2 separate regions of the Mus musculus genome follow, and region 1 is linked to region 2. The links are chromatin contacts, called in public promoter capture Hi-C maps. All regions are on one chromosome and are shown on one strand. Each heading gives the region's core, a stretch centred on a gene start, on an enhancer-like site or on the middle of the called end of the contact. The rest is flanking DNA. Distances are from core to core; before and after follow the strand shown. Region 1 holds the start of Magel2 (melanoma antigen, family L, 2). Region 2 overlaps Snhg14 (small nucleolar RNA host gene 14).

Region 1 (5,709 bases), core at 1,510-4,009, 2.0 Mb after region 2:
GGATGTTTGGCAAAGAATGTATCATAAGCAAGTGATTTTTGAGTTGTGAAAACCACAACTTACTTCCCTCACTTCAGAGTATCTATACAAACTCTACCACCTAAATAGGAGACCGAGGGAGTCAGCTTTGGTGTTGAAATCTTACAGATTCAGTCCACAGCCCCTTACCGACTGGTCTGTGTTCTCAATGTTAACTAGTGTGTCAAAGCAAAGCTCCTGAAAGCTTTAAAATCAAACACTGCTCCTATGATGCAAGGGTAAATCTTCTTTCTTCCATTTTTTCCCACTATTTCCTCACATCTATTATACACTAACTTATGCAACTGAAGGAACAGACAGATGTGAAAATTCCATGAATGTTTTATATTCATTTCCATTGTGTTTTCTATGAATTTTCTTGAATTTTCAAGCTCTTCTTGAGGAAGAGGAATGCGCAACTCATAGTTATTGAGGAAAAGAACTGGACTTGCATAAAAGGCTAATGGGGGACTCTGGAAGCTGAAAGATTTCACAAGGGAAAAAAAAGGAACTCAAATTTGCCGTGCATATGGCTCTCTAGTCTGGAGATGCTTGAATTTTTTATGTTTTAATATGGTCAGTTTACAGAGGGAATCCTACTCTTCTTGGCGCCTGGGTACGACTTGAACCACAGAGCACTAACTGATCAGCATTTACAGATCTGCATTTTGAGGAAGTACCCACTATTACCAGCCCATCTACTACCAACGCATGCTCCATGCTCACGCATTTCTGTTGTTGATACATGTTACCAAGGAGTGGCCACTGTACAGGCTGTGAGATGTTTATCATCTGCTTCTAATTATAACTACGTCTTTCTCTTTGTCACCCTGAACTATTCCTAATCATTACTTTGTGGCTTGTATGTTGTCTGTTGACATAATTAGATGCTCTTTCCATACAGCAGGTTTAGTGGGAGTCAATGTGATATGGCAGAACTATTCATTGATGTCGAAATCAGAGAGAATAACCGTTCCCTAATGAACACCATTTGCCATGTGTGATGGCCTACACTTTGGCAGACTGAAAACCAAATCTGTCACCATTCTAGAAAAGAAATGGTTAGTGGGAAAACTTAATCTGATGTCTTCATTTATGTGAGTTAACATATGAGGAAAACGAGCCTGTTTTCCTCAAACCACCCACAGTTAGAAATGGCCATGTGGCATATCTCATAAAAGAGAGCAAAGGGGTTCTGTGTTTATTCTAGGTTCTTCCCAAAGGATTGTATTCCCCCGATTTCACAATTCTTGTAGAGATCGGGGCTATGAACCTGAGGTGAAGAATAAAACTGAAAATCATGACAACATTGAAGTGTTCATTCTATGGAAAGTCATTTCTGCTTAGAAGGCAACCTTGTTTTGCATGTACATAGAAGTGAGAGATTGTCATGAATCTCTGGTGTAACATGCTTTCAAAGACTGGATGGTCTCTGAAATATGAGCCCCAAATTCTGCCATAATTATTTAACAAACGGTCAGTCATCCTGGGGCATATTTCTTCTTTATGGCCCACCAGTTAAAAACGAACAACAACAACAAAACTATTTAGGAGCATGTGCTGAAGGTATGTTAAGAGTTGGGTACAGCCTTCAACATTCTCTTCTGCCCCCTAGTGGTTTCTTTCCTCACCTTGGACGACTGCCCTAGGCTGCAAACCACTCCTTGTAAAGGAATCATAATGCTAGTTACCGTCTATAAACCACTAAACTTGACCTAAACTGAGATTGCCACTTAATTTTGGGGAGAAAGAATACCAATATGCAGTAATTTTGATGGGTACCTCTTTATTTGTTAACATGGTATATGTCCATTTTTTAGCTGATTTTCCAGAAAACTTTTCTTATACTCTCCATTTTTCTAGAACTAATTTCCAGCACATTGCTTCATTTTTTAATTATTGTTATTTTCAGGATGTCTTTCACACTCTATTGTCTCATCTCACCCACTTTAGAAGTTGATTTTCCCGCGTTTAAACTTCTGCCTCCGTGAATTTCTGTTAATTTACTTCCAAGGTTCCTTTTCTTTCCTCTCTAATTGGCTCGTCTTTTCTCTACCCGATTCTACGATGTAGTCAGTATTCTTCTAGATGAGTTTAGATTTTCCCCCCTCTGAACACACTTTTAAACAATTGTATCCACTACTACTACTATGTTTTGATAAAGAATGGGCAAACTTGATTCTCGGATCCTCGTAATGAATACAGTTATAATAGACCACCTATGTTATCCCTGGGTTGACTGACTCATGTCCTAGCAAATATTCATCAACTCCCCTTACCCTGCATGTGCTTCCTGCCCTTCAGTTACTTGACAGAATAAACTACTCCAGGAAATTCACACACCCGAGACAGATACCTGAATACAGTCATTTTTTTCTACACCTTCGTTAAATTGTAATAGCTGTCTCGAATAGCTCCCCAGTCCCTCTTACGTCAATGTACTTCGTTTCTGAGCTCAGACCACACCACTACCCCCACCTTTGGACATGTTCCATGTTGCTAGTGGTTTATTCCCACTTCATAATGCAGCACAGTGATTTTTTTTGAACCGTAAATCTGTCCCTATCACTTGCCTATATAAACTCTTGCTTAAAGAGTATGAACTAGCTTAGTTGAGGATCTATACCGCAGGAGAAGGGATATTGAGTCAGTCGGGACTTTGGTAGACGCCCCTCTGAACAATCCACTTGTGGTGGTCGGGGGCGGGGAAGGGGCGGGATTGAGCCCCCTCCCCCCTCCTTCTTACTGCGGAGAGCTGCAGAGCCAGCCGACACTCTGTGTGAGCTGCGCTGCGAGCTGTGAGCTGAGAGCTGTGAGCTGCGTGGCGGAGCAAGCCAGGCAGTAGCACTTGGCTGAAAGCTGCGGTGCTAGCCAGGCAGCGCTCGCTGAGAGTTGCGGTGCCAGCCAGGTAGTGCTTGCTGAGAGCTGCTGAGAGAGCCCAGCTGCGCTCGCTGAGAGCTGCGGAGAGAACCGCGGAACACGCCAGTCTGCACCGGCTTCCTATTCAGCCTTCAAGCTGGAGGGGGATCCTGGACAGCCACGTCGGCATGCTCAGCACTGGAAGAAAAAGCGCAGCAACCGGAGACGGGCCACCACCAGTCAAGCAAGGGACATGTCGCAGCTAAGTACGAATCTGGGGGATTCCAGCCCTCCGGAGTCCCCAGTGCCTGCAGTCCATAGCCGCCCTACGGTTCTGATGCGGGCTCCGCCTGCTTCCTCCCGGGCTCCTCCTGTCCCCTGGGATCCACCTCCAGTGGACTTGCAGGCTCCCATGGCTGCTTGGCAGGCTCCTCAACCTGCCTGGGAGGCTCCGGAGGGCCAGCTGCCTGCCCCAGTGGCTCAGCTGGCCCAGCCTCCTGGTCTAGGGGCCCCAATGGTCCAGGCTCCACCGCTCGGAGGGGGGATGGCCAAGCCTCCAACTCCTGGAGTCTTGATGGTCCATCAGCCCCCTCCGGGAGCCCCCATGGCCCAGTCTTCAACTCCGGGAGTCCTGATGCTACATCCTTCTGTCACGGGGGCCCCTTTGGCTCATCCTCCTCCCCCAGGAACCCCGATGACACACCCTCCCGGGACCTCGATGGCGCACCCTCCTCCTCCTCCTCCTCCCCCTCCTCCTCCTCCTCCTCCTGGGACCCCAATGACCCACCCACCTCCTCCTGGGACTCCGATGGGTCACCATCCTCCTCCTGGGAACCCTATGACCCATCCTCCACCGGGGAACCCGATGGTGCATCCTCTCACTCATGGAGCCCCGATGGTCCATGGGGGACCACATGGAACTCCAATGCCGCATGTTCCCATTACGGGGACACCGATAGCCCAGCAGCCAACTCCAGGAGTCCTGATGGCCCAGCAGCTGACACCGGGAGTCCTGATGGTCCAGCCGCCTGCTCCGGGAGCTCCGATGGTCCAGCCACCTCCACAGGCTGCCTTGATGACCCAGCCTGCACCTTCGATTACTCCGATGGCCAAGCCTCCAGGTCCTGGTGTCGTGATGATCCATCCTCCAGGTGCCAGAGGTCCAATCATTCAGACTCCAGTATCAGGAGCACCAATGGCTCAGACAGTGCTGCCCCCTGGGCAGCCTCTGGCCACTTGGGCCCCACAGGGTCAGCCTTTGATCCTACAAATCCAGTCTCAAGTCATAAGGGCTCCTCCACAGGTTCCCTCTGTACCACAAGCCCCCCAGGTACAGCTGGCCACACCCCCAGGCTGGCAAGCCACCACACCCAACTGGCAGGTGACCCCCCAGGGGTGGCCAGCAACGCCTTTGACATGGCAGGCTACACAGGTGACCTGGCAGGCCCCCACAATAGCCTGGCAGGCCACTCAACCTGGGCGCCAAGGGCACTCAACCATTCGTACTGGTCACACACCCATTCGACCTGGACCAGCTCCATTGCTTCGCCAGATACCTCCTATGATCCGTCAGATCCAACCTGTGATGAGGCAAGCCCCACCACTGATCCGACAGGTCCCTATCAGACCAGCTCCACATGGCATAGCAAGCCAGCCTCAGCTGTGGCAGGTCCTGCCACCCCCACCTCCACTGCGGCAGGCTCCACAGGCTCGTCTACTGCTCCCGAGGGTACCAGGAACAGGCCAGGTGTCTACAGTACCACCAGTTGCTCAGATACATTTGGTGCCACAGTCAGGCCCACAGGTGCCCCAGACAGTACTGCCAGCCCAACTGTCTATCCCAATTCCTGTACCCCAGGCTGCTGCTCAGTCTGCTCCCCGGACTGTGCATTGCCCACCCATCATCTGGCAGGCCCCCAAAGGCCAGGCCCCGGTGCCACAGGAGCTCCCAGTGCCACAGGAGCTCCCGGTGCCACAGGAGCTCCCGGTGCCACAAGAGGTCCCGGTTCCACAGGAGATCCCGGTGCCACAGGAGATCCCGGTGCCACAGGAGCTCCCGGTTCCACAGGAGCTCCCGGTGCCACAGGAGCTCCCAGTGCCACAAGAGCTCCCGGTGCCACAGGAGCTCCCAGTGCCACAGGAGCTCCCGGTGCCACAGGAGCTCCCGGTGCCACAGGAGCTCCCGGTGCCATTGGAGTTCCAGGAGGTACAGCAGGCCCAGGCAGTGGGCTGGCGGGCACCCAAGGTACCTCCTCACTTCTGGCAGCCTGTGTCTGCCCAGGAGGCCCAGGAGCAGGCCACTCAGATCGCCCATGTGGAGCAGCAGCAGCCCTTTCAGGGAGCTCCAGCCTCCTCCAAGGCACTGCAAACTCAGCTGCCGACCCACCAGGCCCAAGCCTCTGGCTTGCAGGCAGAACTGCCTTCAGTGCAGCTGCAGCCTTCTTGGCAAGGCCCACTGCCCATGTTGCAGGCCCAGCCTGGAGCCTCTGCCACACTGGCAAACTTTCCCCGGGGCTCCACTCGATCACGTATGGCTCCATCAGGAGAACCTGGCCCCTCTTCTCTAGAACCTCGGGGCCCTCCTAGGGAACGTAGGGCACCTGCAAGGGACAAAAAGGGTCCTCCAAAAGAGCGCATGTTCATTGGTGCCACTTTCTGTGCTCCAAGGGGGGCATCAGCATCCAGGGCATACGTGCCAACTGCCTGGAAAAACTTGCCTGCCACATCAGAGACCTTTCCTGCCACCTCAAGGGTCTTTCCATCTACCTCTCATTTCCAGCCTGCCTCTTCTAATGCCTTTAGAGGTCCATCTGCCGCCTCAGAGAGCCCAAA
Region 2 (6,231 bases), core at 912-3,411:
ATATGACAGTGACACAAAACCATGGAAACCTGTCATATGAACCATATCATAAAAGTCTTGGCTCTAGGACTCTTTTTTTTTTTTTTTTTTTGGTTTATTTCAAGACAGGGTTTCTCTGTATAGCCCTGGTTGTCCTGGAACTCACTTTGTAGACCAGACTGGCCTTGAACCCAGAAATCCAACTGCCTCTGCCTCCCAAGTGCTGGGATTAAAGGTGTGCACCACTACAGCCTGGCTTAGGACTCTATTCTTGATAGGGTAAAGAAATAACATAGAAGACAGACAGCAATATAAAAATCAACGTAATGAAAAATTTTCACACACACATGGTAGGAAATTCTAAATCTTGTTCAGAAGCAGTGTTATGATTCATACAAAATATGAAGATAAGTTATGGCATACAAATAGGGTGACATTACTGTCAGCCTATGTTAAGAGGATTAACATAGTTAACATGAGGACATAAGTTATGAGGATTGGGACATAGTTGTTTTCCCTGGTCCCCAGTAGCATTGATTCTCAAATCTAGCCACTTATTTAAGCTCAGTGTGATACTTTCCTTTTCTGAACACCCTCATTACCCTCCAACTAAGCCAAACACATTTTGTAGTTTCTAGGAAAGACTCTCCAAAGAATTTTGACTTCTAGGTTCCATTTGGCTATGGAGGCATTGTTTCCAAAATTTGTCACATTTTGTTATTATCTCTGAGAAGCCTTTCCTTTTCTAACAAGAGACTGAAAGGGGTGTATGCAGAGGGAGGAGAGATGGGGAGAAACTGTGAGGGGTGAGGGAGGGGAAACTGTAATTAGAATATATTGAATGATTAATCTATTTTCAATAAAAAACAAAACTTCATCATGTGAGAATTGTCTTTCTTTAATACAATTTTCTTTATGATCTAGAACCTTATTTCTGAATATCTGTACACTTTTACATAAAAGTGTATTTAAACTAGAATCATTTTAAGGGAGGGAGAAATTACAACCATGCACAACTGAGTGTGTTTCTTCTCCTGCACCATTTTCCAAATGAAGTCTTATTACTTTGATCCTACTTCAGCCAGAGTCTCTCTTAGTGCATAACAATTTTCTATCCAATGATCCTTCACACACTTCTTAGCTATAAATAAATCAAGAATATCTGATGTAATCTGATATAACCTTAATGTCCCAACCATAAGACTATGTTGAAGTTTCTTTTCCTGTCATAATCATCAGCTTCACTGTAGCCAGTTTTAAAAAGAGTACTAAATAATTAACACACACACACCCTTCTGTGGCATAAACACTTGAAGATGCATTACGTGGCATGACACTTGAAAATGTATTGTGTGACTGAAGCAAATATCATATATAAGCATACACACACACACACACGCAGACACACATATATACATACATATATGCATATATGGATGTATGTATCATTCCTGTTTAGAGATTATATTGGTAGAAAATTACTGGATGTTAGAACGAAAAGCAAAACGTCTGTAGGACATTCACACTGTATTTAAGAAAATCACACTGAACGTTTTATTTTTAAGCCTTCAAACCTCCTGAAAATTCAATGTAAATATTTTAACTTTAAAAATAAACAGCAGATTGAGCCATATCCCGTCCCCGCTGATCTGATTTAAGGCTAATGCTGGAGTATATTCCTTTAAAAAAGCAAATACTTAGGGCTCATTTATAAAGCTACAGCTACAGAAAAGCAGCTCAGTAGAAAATGCCGAGACTCCTAAAACCCGTATGATTGCGAATTCATTAGCTAATCGATTTCGGATTTTATCAAAACTTGAAAACTGAAGATGAATCCGGAATCACACAGTGCCCCTGTGACAACAGGAAGTTAAGTCAGTCTGACAGTGCATCTCTGTTTGTGGCTCGGAGAAACCCTCAAAGAAGAGAATATTTGGTCCCCTGGGCTTCTTTTTTTTTTAAAGTTTTTATTGGTTTATTTACATTTCAAATGTTGTCCCTCTCCTAGGTTTCCTCTCCGCAAACCTCCCTTTCCCCCTGCATCTCAGTCCCCTCTGCATCTATGAAGTTGCTCTCCCACGGACCCACCGACTCTCCTGCTTCACCCCGAGCCTTTCCCTACTCTGCGTTATCAAGCCTGTCTTTCCTCCGCAGGCTCGTCGCATCCACTGCGCAGGTTTTTGACGCATTTCCTGCTGTGGCTGGTCTTGCGGAGAGGAGACTAAAGCGGCCACAGCGACCGCAGCGACTGCGGCGGCGGCGGCGGCGGTGGGAGGGGGCTGGGGGGTGGGGGTGGAAACGAAGCAGTTTGAAAGTGGGTTTTCAACAGTTGGTATTCTCTAGGAAGCATATAATTTAAAAGATGTGTAAAAACGAAGGCAACATCGCCTTAAGGAATGTCTCCATCAGACAGCGAGAAGCTGTAGAGGAAAAATGGCAAAACTACAGGGACCGAAATTTTCTTTGTGATTACCCCACGTATCACTCCTTTGTGAAGTAATTTATGCAGAAGCAATGAAATCATCGATGGTAAAAATTATTATGCACAAAGTATAATACTGTATTTTCTAATAAAACTTACTTTGGTATTTTAATGTCTATTTAGGACTTTACAATTTCTTAAAATATAAAACGAAGTTAACACACACCTCACCTTTTAACAAATACTGTTTCGCGGTTAGATCTTATAACAGTTGTACATTTTGCATAATAATATAGAATACAAATTGAAGCATATGAAGAAAAAGAAACATGAACTGCAGACTGTTACAGATAGAAAGATGGCTCTTTTTGTTTTTGTTTTTGTTTTTGTTTTTTTTTAAGATAAGCAAATGTTCTACCACTGAACTATATTTTCACACACGTGTAGGTTTTCGAGTTTAGATTTGGATGCCCAGACCGAATTTTCTATTTTGCTAATTAATAACTAAAAGAATTGGAAAGCACTGGATAGTTTTGTTACAAATTTGTTTATTATTTTTAAGGTAAAGCTCGCCTATGTATTCCATGACCGTCATTCAATAAACACATTACATTTACCTGTTTGTGAATGAATGTGTGTAAAACAAAAATTATCAGAACATTCATAACACTTGCAGGAGTTTTTAATTTTTAGTTCTTGCTTTTAGGTATTAAACTATGACATCGTATACACTTGACAAGTTTGTTTATCTCTTGGCTACACGCCTTAGCAAGAGAAGAGGTTCTATGATTTTTCCTGTTATTCCTTAAATTTAAAGTTTCTAAAAATCCCACCATTCATTATTCCATGATGATTTCATACAATTTTGAAAGCTAGAATATCAGTGTCCCTGGTAATGCAGGAGGACTATAATCTCAGGTACTTGGGAAGATGAGGACATAAATTACAGATATGTGTGCACCTCAAAACACCTCAACTATTATTCCCTTAAAGTTATTGAAATTTTGTCACAGAAGAACATGATTCAGAGGTAAAGCTGATATTATTTTTTCAGATATGTGTGTTGTATTTGGAATAACTATATACATTAGGAAACTAGTAAAGGTGTATGGAAATGCATATAAAGAAAGAGAATGCTTTATAACCAGTGAGTGGTATAAAGGACTAAAGGAAAATTATGATACATCGAGGATTAATCAGTGAGGGCAATAGAAGAGCAGAATAAAAGAAGGAACATAGAAAAGGATAAATAGTACTGGAGGCATTTTGAATAAGTCATATGGAAAGTGACTACTCTAAAAGTGTTCTTAATATGTATATACACATACCAATATTTAAACAATAGGGTTAACTGATAACAGAATAACCATTTCTTTACTGGACACTACAGGCTAACAAATATAAAATCTAATACCAGAAATGTGTTACCTCTTTGTATTGGCTTGTTTTCTAGGGAGATCCTATTCATTGCAATGCTATTGTTAACGTTCTTGGTTAAACTGCCCTTTAGCTGAACACACTACATTCTTAAGTTATAGAAGAGTGGGAAATCAATATAGAATTGACCTGTAATTTTGATCCCTAATGGATATCTTTCATGGCACTGGAAGCAGTTCTATGCCACCAGAGGAGGAAAGAAATCAATCACACTAGGCTTTGAATCCCAGTGATTAAAGAGACTGTACTGCTAAAAAATGCCAAATGATAAAATTGTTACATGAATTTCATGGATGTACTCAATAGTTTTCTACACTTAACACTTAACTCTTATTGCTATTACAGCCAGAAACCTGTGGGTAGACAAACACAATACCCTTGAAAGTATCTATGATTATTGCTCTGTTCATAGTATTTGATCAATTTATAATAGTGTAATGCTCATAGTTTGGTACATCTTTCAGTCTTCTACAGAGTCAAAATTAAGTAAATGTATATATATATATATATATATATATATATATATATATATATATATATATATATATATATCAATAGGAAAAGCAGAAGGACAGTAAGATGACGAGGTGGCCATGACAATGAAAGGAAATCTGCAACTGATGGAAGTAAGGAGATGTAGGGGGGTGGGGTGGCATCTAGAGGACAAGCTAGAGACCTGGGATAATAGAAGTGCCCAGGAATCATTGCAGGTCACCTTACATGTGACTAATAACTTTGAGGATATGGAACCTGAAGATGCCACCTCCTGTAGCCAGGCAGGAACCTCATTGAAGTAATAGAGACACCAAAGGACCCACAGAACTTTCAACCCAAAATTTATCCTCTTTACAAGAAATGTAAGGACAGGGGATGGAGAAGAAACTAAGGGGATTGCCAAACAACAACTAGCCCAACTTGAGACCAAAGCCATGGGTAAGCACCAATCCCTAACACTACTAATGATACTCTGTTAGGCTTGCAGTCGGGATCATGTTGTTTTCTGAGACCTCTCCCCAGTAGCTGAATCAGACAAATATAGAAACCCACAGCCAAGGAGTGAATGGAGCTTGCGGGCTCTTTTGGAAGAATAGAAGGAATGATTGTGGCCTCTGAAATGAATAGAGACTCCACAGTAGACTAAGTCAAATCAACTGGGGCTCTCAGAGGCTGAACCACTAACCAAAGTACACACATGGGCTGGATCTAGGCCTCCCTGCTTCTATGTAGCAGATATGTATGTAGCTTAGCATTCATGTGGGTCCTGGACAACTGGAACAGGGTTTATCCCAAAAGCAGTTCTTTGTATGTGAGTTATGTATTACTAGCTGGGATTTCTTGCCGGGACTCTATGGGAGAAGAAGAACCTATCCTTGCAGAGATTTGAAGTGCCATGGTTGCAGGAGATACCCCAGTTGAGGACCTTACCTGCACAGAGGAGAAGGAGGAGGAGGGGAAGAAGCAATGTGGGAATGGGCGACTTGGAGGCAGACAAAAAACAAAATTAAATTAAAAAAAATAAAACATTGATACCTTTACATCAAAAGAAACTTTTAATCACAAATTTAGTAATAAATACAATAAGGTTTGATATATATATATATATATATATATATATTAAAGTTAGTTTAAGCTAGATTGAATATACTTAGGAATTTGTAGACCATATATATCAAAGACATCTATAAAAGATTTTGGTATTTATTTAATAAGTGGATATTAGCAAAAAATGTAACAAACAAAACAGTACAGAATACCCAAGATACACAGAACTCATCTCAACAAGCTGAAGTGCCCAAGACAGGATGCCTCAGTCCCACTGGAGAGAGAAGAAAGCAATCACAAGTAGAGAGGGAGGGAAGGAAAGTGTACTGGGAGGGAAAGTGTACTGGATGGAAGGAGTGGGGGAGGGGTGGTGAGGTAAAAATGATCTGGTATTGGGTGAGGGAAAAGAACTGAAGCCCTGAGGGCCAAGCAGAAAGAATGTAAACAGGCAACCTCAGGAAATAGGAGGTTGGGGGGATCCCTCCAAATGGACTAGAGACCTGCAAGGTGAGAGACTCCCAGGACTCAAAGGGAAGGACTTTAGATGAAATGCCCTACAGTAGGGAGAGGGAACGTATAGAGACCACATCCAGCAGAAAGATAGGAGAACATGAAGTGAGGGATAGTGTTGCCATCCCACAGTCACACCTCTGACCCATAATTGTTTCTGTCTGAAAGAATTACAGTAATGGAAATGGAGAGCACCCCGAGAAAAGAATGTCCATCAACAGGGCTAAAGTGGGATCCAAGTCGAGCAGAGGTCCCAAGGCCTGACACTTTTATTAAGACTATGGAAATCTAACAAAAAGGGACCTAACAAGACTGCCCTATGAAAGATCCAACAAGCACCT

The links. Promoter capture Hi-C pulls out the DNA fragments that hold promoters and counts their contacts.
Region 1: a promoter capture Hi-C map of embryonic stem cells shows a contact between it and region 2, with 25 times the contacts expected there. The contact joins the promoter of Magel2 here to the enhancer-like site in region 2. A contact is called at or near these places in 5 of 39 promoter capture datasets (cranial neural crest, embryonic stem cells, frontonasal cranial neural crest and 2 more), 2 of 15 datasets of contacts at CTCF or cohesin (pro-B cells and stem cell-derived epiblast-like cells), 3 of 115 datasets of contacts at active chromatin or transcription factors (embryonic stem cells and stem cell-derived neural progenitor cells) and 1 of 9 other capture datasets (liver).

What each region holds. Positions count from the first base shown.
Region 1 is chr7:62,374,220-62,379,928 of GRCm38.p6, forward strand. It overlaps Magel2 (melanoma antigen, family L, 2), which reads left to right and starts at 2,760. Exons shown (of 1, transcript NM_013779.2): 1 at 2,760-5,709. The coding sequence starts at 3,131. All of the region lies in intron 1 of Gm32061 (predicted gene, 32061), which reads right to left.
Region 2 is chr7:60,389,255-60,395,485 of GRCm38.p6, forward strand. All of the region lies in intron 3 of Snhg14 (small nucleolar RNA host gene 14), which reads right to left. It also overlaps a transcript of Snrpn not described here. Among named protein-coding and RNA genes, the nearest start is that of Snhg14, 58 kb to the right of the region's middle. Within about 2 kb of position 2,162, at least 98 of the 459 cell types and tissues checked have an H3K27ac peak or open chromatin away from gene starts, as enhancers often do. A contact at or near this core is called in embryonic stem cells, where this site is marked.